2 separate regions of the Zea mays genome follow, and region 1 is linked to region 2. Evidence: chromatin contacts called from public Hi-C data. All regions are on one chromosome and are shown on one strand. Each heading gives the region's core, a stretch centred on a gene start, on an enhancer-like site or on the middle of the called end of the contact. The rest is flanking DNA. Distances are from core to core; before and after follow the strand shown. Region 1 holds the start of LOC100272480. Region 2 holds the start of LOC100282938.

Evidence for each region. Hi-C and Micro-C count contacts between places; a contact is called where the count stands out from the background.
Region 1: a Hi-C map of tassel shows a contact between it and region 2, with 2.4 times the contacts expected there. The contact joins the promoter of LOC100272480 here to the promoter of LOC100282938 in region 2. A contact is called at or near these places in 3 of 25 Hi-C or Micro-C datasets (bundle sheath, ear and tassel).

The regions. Positions count from the first base shown.
Region 1 is chr1:103,507,992-103,512,466 of Zm-B73-REFERENCE-NAM-5.0, forward strand. It overlaps LOC100272480, which reads right to left and starts at 1,286. Exons shown (of 1, transcript NM_001146951.1): 1 at 1-1,286. The coding sequence starts at 1,234. The coding sequence ends at 605.
Region 2 is chr1:102,722,440-102,727,046 of Zm-B73-REFERENCE-NAM-5.0, forward strand. It overlaps LOC100282938, which reads left to right and starts at 3,251. Exons shown (of 3, transcript NM_001155843.3): 1 at 3,251-3,926. The coding sequence starts at 3,292.

The DNA of each region.
Region 1 (4,475 bases), core at 36-2,535, 780 kb after region 2:
TTGCACATTTGCACACCCATTTTAGGTCACCAGGAGCCTAAGTACATCAACTGCTCAGTAAATTCAGCTATTCATCCAGCTACAAGGTCGCACTAACACATCTATCAAACACAAACAGTAATGATTAGAGTAGAGGCAAACGAGGTGACCGTCGATGGCCCAGCCGTTTTGCTGCGGCCATCGTTATTTTTCGCCGCGCGTTCGTCCCGTCGGCGAGGTTCCTTGTTAATTATTTTTCGCCGGTTCCGTAGACGGCGGTGACAGTTGATTTACCCTGGTGCTCCCTCCGCCGCCCTCATCCGTCCTCATATGTACACCAGTCCTAACAAAACACAGCAGATGAAGCAGGTGACCACCGGACACCGTCCACACCCCACGCGGACAACGATCAGCACGCGGGCACCAACGCCGGCGAGTCGCACGACGCGACCACATCGACCGCTGGGGTGCCTGTTTCCTCGTCGTCGTCTTCGGCGTCCCACAGGAAGCTCGCATAGGACCCGAGCACGTAGCTGCACCATCACAGCAGTACCATACCAATCAATAACCGATCGATGAACGAGTGAGGTATCACGGCGTGGAACTGGAAGCATCGGAGTAGTCCTCACCAGTCATCCGGGGCGGCCTGCACGGCGCGCTCGAAGTAGGCCGCGGCGCGGTCCTTCTCCTGGCGCGCCTCCCAGATGACGCGGCCGTAGAGGCTGAGCAGGTCGGCGTCCCCGGGGCACGCCAGCAGCGCGCGCGCGTAGCAGCCCTCGGCGCCCGCCAGGTCGCGCTCCACCTCGTGCAGGTACTTGCCGTAGTTGCGCAGCAGCAGCGGGTTCCCGGGATCCACCCGCAGCACGCGGCGGTAGTACTCGCCCATGTCACAGCCGCCGCCGCCGCCGCCGCCGCCACGGCCTCCGCTGCCGCCGCGGTGGCTGCTGCCGTTCCTGCCGGCGCCGGCGCCGTCGAGGCCTGCTGGCGCCTTGCTGTTGTCATCCTGGCGCTCTTCCTCGTCGGCCACGATAATGGCGGGGATCGGAGCGTGGCGGACGAGGACGGCGGATCTCGCGAAGTAGGCGACCTCGGCGTCGGACCTGGCTCGGCGGAGCGGGAGGCCGCGCGGGGACGCGGCAGCCGAGAGCGGGGTGAGGTGTGGGGGTGGTGGCGGGAACCTGGCGGTGCGGGAGCGGTGGGGGCGGCCGGCGGAGAGGGAGGCGGAGCGGGACAAGGTGGCTGCTGTGGCTTCCATTGTTTGGTAGGCAGAGATCAGGGCCTAGGCCTCGGGGCTCGGGCGGTGGCGGTGATGGAGGATTGGCTTCTCTTCTCCCCCGCCTTGTTTCGTTGTGTTGTTTTATAGCAAGACAAGGGACGGAAGATGAAGGCGACGACGGAATAGAAGGCTTGGCATGTGACGGCGAGATTGACGGCGTCGGCAACCGCGGGTCATGTGGGACGCATCACGCACGGCGAGGCGGGGAGGGGGAAGCGTAGGGAGAGGAGGGGCACGTGAAGCGGGGGGCCACGTGTTGGGGCCACCGTAAAAGTCGCGCCACCAGGCATGCACCGATGACGATAGAGAAGGACTCGCCGGCCCGACCGTGCGGTGCGCGCCTGGGCGGGGTGCGTGCAATGCATCTGCAGCTGGTGGTGGGGCTGGGCCGCCGCTGGTTTACCCAGTTCCCCGGCCGCCCAGCCGCGGTTCTGGTCTCGGACGGAACCTTGCATGTAACAAGAGGCAGACTAGCCAACAAAACTGTTGCTTGTTTTTATTTTGGAAGCTAAATGTAATCCTGTTCGTGCCTCTAGCCCTCTACTACTACGAGTACATGAAGATGCAGGCTTGCAGCACGCCAGCACCCTCGCAGTGAAGATACACGAACGGCCGGTTTTTTCTCTCAAGTTTTGCCTAGTCACATAGGAGTACAAATGTACGTGGTGTGCAGATGTGTTTAGCTGTTGCAAAGGCATGGCCGTGCATCGACAAATTAAAGAGTCGTCGTTACACGGTGCGTCCGGTGCACTGCAGCGCTGGTGACATCTACACTACACTACACGTCGCTTTACCTTTTTTTTTCGTCGCAAAGAAACAAGAGCCCCAAATACGTTTGGACGGACGGCCGACAGCGCTTCCGATTGCGGCGCATGCACGTCCAAGTCGAAACAGACAAGAATAATGCAGGTCCGTCGATCTATGGGCCGATCCATATCCACACATACACCTCGTGGTGACGTCATGCATGGGCCCTGTTCAGCGAACCAGACAATTTAGGCAGGAGTAATATATAATTTTAGTTTTGACGATAAAAATATTAGATGAAAACATATATTTGATAAAATCTGATCTACATTAATAAAAAATAATTAATAATTATTTCTGTAGTTGGATGAGGATAAAAAAAACCTATAATACTAAAGAGAAATTATAAAATAGTAATTAAATTATATTAACTACTTGTACAAGTATTGTCTTAATTATCTAAAAGTTCAGCTGACTAAAATATAGGAGAAGTGCTTATAGGATTTAGCATCTCTTTAGTGTCGATCAACAAAGTGCTATACAAGTATACGTAAGCAAGTTAGGCTTTCTGTTTTATGAATCTATCATCTCGGCGTTACCTATTGTCACGCATATTGTTCAGAATCGTATAATCCCACGAAACAACCTGTGATAAAACTCGCCTTTGCCTATTCTGATATTGTCCATAATCAAAAAATTGAATTAGTAACTGAGAATTAGAGAATAGATTCAGCGGCTGCAAAAATCATGTTTAGTAAAAAACGGAAACAGACAGCGCCATATACTGTTGTAATTAGGGACGGCAACGGTGAATTGCCCGCCGGGAAATAGCTCCCCGTCCCTGTTTCCGCCATGATTTTTTCCCGCGGTGATCCCACGAACGCTTGTGGGGAACATTTCTTTCCCATCCCGTTCTCCGTGGGATAAATCTCCAACGGGCATCACCATCCCCATTTAAATTATAATTAAGACATACATTCTTTGTTATTAATATTAAAAATTGTCATTTATACACATCGTCAGATTTAAGAAATCATTATGCATACATCAAAATGAACACATTTATATAATTAGTGGTTTTTTGACACAGTAATTATTTATTTTTGTCGTTAATCTATACACAAAAACATAGTCGCGTGCAAGTTTAATGAGTCCACATGGAGAACGGGGATAGAGAATGCTTACCCGTCTCCATCCCCGTTTACCTGTCGAAGGCTAAATTTTCCCGTTTATATCCCGCGGGGGAAGTTTCTTCTCCATCCCATTCTCTAAGGGCTAGTTTGGGAGTCTCAAATCCGTAGGGGATTGGAGGGGCTAAAATCTCGTCCTTATTCAATTTTTAATAAGAAGGTGATTTTAGCTCATTCAATCCCCTCCGGGATTTGGACTTCTAAACTAGCCCTAATGAAGGAATTTCCCACGGTGAATCGAGGATCGGGTCCTCGTTGCCCTCTCTAGTTGTAATAGTATAATTGTTAAGAATTATGTAACCTTAGCTGGGCGCCCTTGCTAACACTGTGTCAATCTATAACCTGTAAACTCTCTCGATGATAGGCCTGCTGGAGCAGAAAGGCAAAATTGAACTCCTAGCAATTCATGGCATCCAACTGTTAGGCACACGTCAAAGAGACGGAGGGGTTTAAAGCATTTTTTCCTGACTTTATCGGCATCCAAAGTATTTTTTGACAAAAAGAAAAAAAAAAGGCGTAAAATAGTTTCCGAAATCTGAAATTGTTTTGTTAGAAACAGGATCTAAACACCACCGGCCATGGGCGGGTAAACCTCGGACTTTACCATGCAGGACAACTATAGTCTCCAGGACCACTGGGACGTCCTGCTGCAGTCTCCCACGTTGCTGCTAAGCTAGCAGCCTAGCACAAGAGAACCATCGTGCGACAGCTGTACGGAGCCATTCGTTAGAACTAGTTGGAAAATTTGCATGCGCGACACGTACGTACATGACGTGGTTGTAAGGATAGTCCACCCATGCCTCCTATCTTACAACCTGCGCCCACAAAGATGCATCATGCATTTGTCTTGGCCTGATCCGCTGATCGAAAGAGAATCTCCAATATACCTACACAGGGTCTATGCTATTTTTGAAAATATAAATACATTTAACTTTAACTATGTATTATATATTAATATTTATAATATATAATAAATATTGAAGTGACACAAGATAAAACTCTCATGTGACACGGTATATATATAAAGGGATAATTTATATGGCAAATACTAATACTGTCGTGATTAGGAGATGCAACTATCACTACCGGAATCGTATTCTTTGCTTAGTGTCTTCGAGTGTCTAAGACACTCGGCAAAAGCTATTTTACACTTGGCAAAACATTTGCCGAGTGTAACACTCGGCAAAAACACTCAGCAAATATTTTATCGGTAAAGTGTTCTTTGCCGAGTACTTTTTTCGGACACTTTGTCGAGTATCAAAAAGCACCCGGCAAAGAAAAAC
Region 2 (4,607 bases), core at 2,001-4,500:
ACCACATGAGAAGGCGCATGAAGGATGCTGTAATGAGTTCATGAGTGGTCTAGACCGTCGTCTCCTAGTCAACTTTGGTTGCTGGATCATTGTCTTCATATGATGTAATTATTTAACTATTTTGTATAGAACTCCGTTATATATAAATGATGTGACATTCGTTTCTGTACCATGAGTCATCATATGTTTGAGACTAGATCCTAGCACACCTGATGATTAGTTCGCACCCGGGTCCCTAAAACTCGGGTGTGACAAGGCTACAACCCAAGCATGACACGATGCTTGTGCTGGCTGGCCCAGACACTATTAAATGGGTCGTGCCTCAGGCCACCCCATCATACATGGCCCATTTGGTCATCTATACCTCCACACGTAATGATGGTCCTCGCTTCAATTGCCGCCACCTTGTTTGTCATCCTGCTTCTTTTCTCTCTCCCCTTATGCCTCCATTTCCGCGCCACCCCATTCTCGGTAGAGGGCGTGGGAGCATGCGCATCCTTCCTGTATTCGTCTAACACCAGCCCCAACACCGACCCGCGCAGTGGCTATTGCACATCCACGAGGACATTTCACAGTATGAGTGCACCATCGTTTTCGCCATCGTCGGACATCCTGTTTGTCTTCCCGGCCTTTGCCCTGTTCTTCCTCCCCAACCTACTACCCTCGCCCACGGTCACAGCCGCGAGTCGACCGATGCTCTTCGACGCGGGTACGGGGCGAGTTAGTCTTGCTCCTGGCCTTTCTTCGTGCGTGCCGCTGAGGACACGGTGGCGCCTGCCACGCTTAGGTTATCTTGGCGATGAGGAGTCCAGGTCTGAGATATTGGACAACTACGGCCCGTAGCGCGGCTGTAGTCGGCATGTGCTATAGAGTTGGTGGTGGTGTTGTGTCGCCTCGGCGGGTCCAGGGCTGGGAAGGCACTCACATTCTCTCGCCCTTCTCGGTTTGGAGCTACTCTAGCTGGGCTTCTTTCTTCACTTGCATGCTCTCTCCCTATATGTATCTAGTGGTATACTACCTATGTCGCCTCTAGATGTTCAGGTCTTCGTCGTGTCCTTCTCCAGCAACGAACAGGTATGCCCGCCTCTTCCCTTCCCTTCCTGCTCTACGAAACCTTGGAAGTGGGGAAGCGAGGGATGGAGGTCACTGATTTGCTGCATATGGTGCCTATTCGATGGCTCGGCATCACATGTCTACATGGCCTTTTCCTTACCACGGTGTAGACTCGGTATGCGTCTACCACTTCTATGTACCTTTCACCCATCCTTCCGTCACTGCAAAAATTATTGTGTTGTTCCTCTATTGTTTTGGGTGTTAGTTTTTTGTTGTGCTAAGGACTAAATATAATTTTGGTGTGTTAATACTTTATTTATTGTCTGCACATGGTTTGTGTTATTCTAATGATGGCTCATGGATCCTGCAAAATGTGTAGGATTTGGTGATCCATGCAGTCACTACCACAGGATGCTCGTCTCTTGTTTTCTTGGCTCTTGCAAGCATTAGGTCGTTTCTGAGACCATATTGGCGCAATGGACTCCATGGTGTTTGAGGTTGCTGAATTGGATGGGGCAACAATGATTTGTCATACTAACAGTAAAAGGAAATGTTATTTGTTGGTTTTAAACGTTGGTAATTGCTACGAAGTACAATAATTTGTATGGAGCGCATCCAGTTTAGCAACTACTCCATATTTTGATCTATTTTTTTATAAGTTTGAGTTCATGTGACTTATTTTAGAAACTTGAACTCACAAACTTCCTCTTATTTGGTCTCTGTATGGTGGAATTATGTCATTCTATAATCTCTATTCGTTCATTCAGTCGTTGTGAACTCTCTTCTAATCGCTCACTTCATTGGTCGTGTTGTACCAAGACATATTGGATGGAGTAAACAACAACATCAGTTAGTCAAATCAAAAAAATATTATGCAAAGAGCGGAGACAATCAATAAAAAATCTTGAGATCTTTTGGTGGATAGTTTATGCGGGTATTGTTGTGAGATGTCGCAACGCACGGGCAACCGACTAGTTTTCGTTAATGTTGGGGTCATCGTCTGTGTGGACGCGCTTGTGTGTGGACTTTTTCAAGGTAATGCTTGGTTAGCGTAAGGGTGGACACTGACTTCTTAGAGTATCTCCAAGAGATTAGCCAGATGGCTCGTCAATCAAAATTTTGACTACTCAACAGAAAAAAATCTCCATAAACTAGCTATCAACTCGTCAAGCTATGACTCTCTAAATTTGCCCCCTCACTAGCCATACATGGCTTGCCACCCTGACTAGCCATACTATATACATAGCCTGTTGAAGTGAGATGCTACATATAGAGTGAAATATTTATGGAAAGGTAAATAGAGACAAAAATAGAGAGCCAAAAATGAAGAGTCCCTTGGAGATGCTCTTAGGCTGGTTTAGGGCATGGTTGGATCCCAAGAGCTAAAACAAAAGTGACTAATCTTTAGTTACTTCAGGGCTAAAGATACAAACAATAAGAGCTAAAAGCGACTAAAATGACACTTTTACTATTCTAGTCTAGATGTTTAGATCTTTAGCCCTAGGGTGACTAAACTTTAGTCACTTTTATTTTAGTTCCTGTAATCCAAACATTTCTTAGAGGTGAATTTAAGGAAATAGAAGAAGAATAAATCTATTCTAGTAAAAATTAAAATAGAGAAGGATTTAATCCCCTTCGATCCTTTGTAGGTTGTCTTTAGTTGATATATATATAATAAAATAAAATTGTTATAAGCTTTAAGATATAAAATAATAGTTTTGACGTATAGATTATAAGAAATTTAAAATACGTTTGATTAACCAACCGTGGTTTTGAAAAACTTTCAATTAAATCCGTATATGTCAACTGTGTTTCTCATCATTTAAATGTCTTTCGTATTGACAAACCGACCTCATTCGTCAGTCACTCCCTTTCTCCTCGTGCTGCCTCTCGTACAGGCCACGCTGCCACCACATCGAGGCCGACTGCACTACCACAAGGGCAGTTAATAGGCCCGTGTGCAGCAAATGGCCGTAGCTTCATTATCCCCTCAAGATCCATGGGACACTTTGAGAAAGCCCATGGGGACTCCGTCACCCTGGCCCAAGACCGCATGTGATTCCAAGACGAGGCAATATCCCAACAAACGTACGTAGCGCAGCGCGCCAGCGCCTCTTCTTCACTTGTTGGCTTGGGGGTGGGTGGGGGGGGGGGCGGGCCTGAGTTACTTTACCTCCCTTGAGCGACCACTCTTCCCAAGTTCCCATCCCAGTCCGTCAGTCAAGCGAGCGAAATCGAATGGCTCCCCTCTTCGCCGCGGCGTCCCACGCGTCCCTCCTCCCCCTCTCCTCCCTCGACCGCCCCGCCGCCGGCCACCTAGTCCGTGGCACCCTCAGGCCCCACACCTCGAGCCTCCGCCTGCGCCGCCCCCCGGGGGCAACCGGGCGCGGCCGCGGGCGTGGCCGAGGGGGCATCCCAGACGAGTGGGGCGAGCGCTCGCCGCCGGACAACCCCGAGCCCCCCGCGCAGCCCGATCCTCCCATCGACGAAGACGAGTGGGGCCGCGACGACTCTGCCGAGGGCAACTCACGCCCTATCGTCGTCGACGAGTGGGGCGAGCCCGGGGTGCCTGAGCCCGAGCCGCCCTCCGCCGCGGACCCGCCTAGCCCCTCCGCAGACGACGACTGGGGAAAGGAGCCGGAGGCGCCGGCGCCGGCCCCTGCTCCGGCGGCGGAGGAGGACGAGCAGGAGGTGAAGAGGGAGGAGCTCAAGCGGTGCCTGGTGGACACGGTGTACGGCTCCGACCTCGGCTTCCGGGCGTCCACGGAGGTCAGAGGTGAGGTCGTCGAGCTAGTCACCCAGCTCGAGGCGGTTAACCCTACTACTGCTCCCGTCGAGTCGCCGGATCTCCTCGACGGCAACTGGATCCTCATGTGAGTTCTTGCTACGCCCAAACATGTGACTCGATCTTTTGTTTGTTCCTAGTCGGTTGGTCCATCGATAGATGATTCAGCAGTGTTATTAAAACTATGTTTAAACGATGTTTAAACTACGTTTAAACGATGGTTAAACTATGTTTAAACGTCAAAACTTTAATTAGAGGTTGAAACCACGTTTTAGCGTTTTGGCGTTCTAAACTGTAAATCGCAGTGTTTTATGCATTTTAGACCATTAGCTACTTTTTGGGTCCAGTCTATTAGTTACTTTTGAGATTCAATCCAGCTCATGGGTGAAGTTTTGGTAAGCCACTAGCCGCTCTATTTTGGTATTTAACTTCATATTATTGTCTGAAATTATGATGTATTGGTATTTTTCCTGTGTTGTTTAGTCAAAATTTCACCCATGAGCGTTCCAACGTTTTACCGTTTTAATAACCTTGTGATTCAGTGCTGATGAGCTGTGTTGCTACTGCTGATAAACACCCGTGTGGCCATAGCCATACCATTCAAATCATTGAGAGGTGCGCTGAAACCTGTAATGATTGGGTATGGTGCGATCCATTTGCTCCGAACGCATCTGCATTCCTCCGTATTCAGAACTGGACAGCTTATTTAGTCATGCAACTTGTGCAATCTCTGGCAATCAAAGACGTGACTCTAGGCCCCCCATAACAG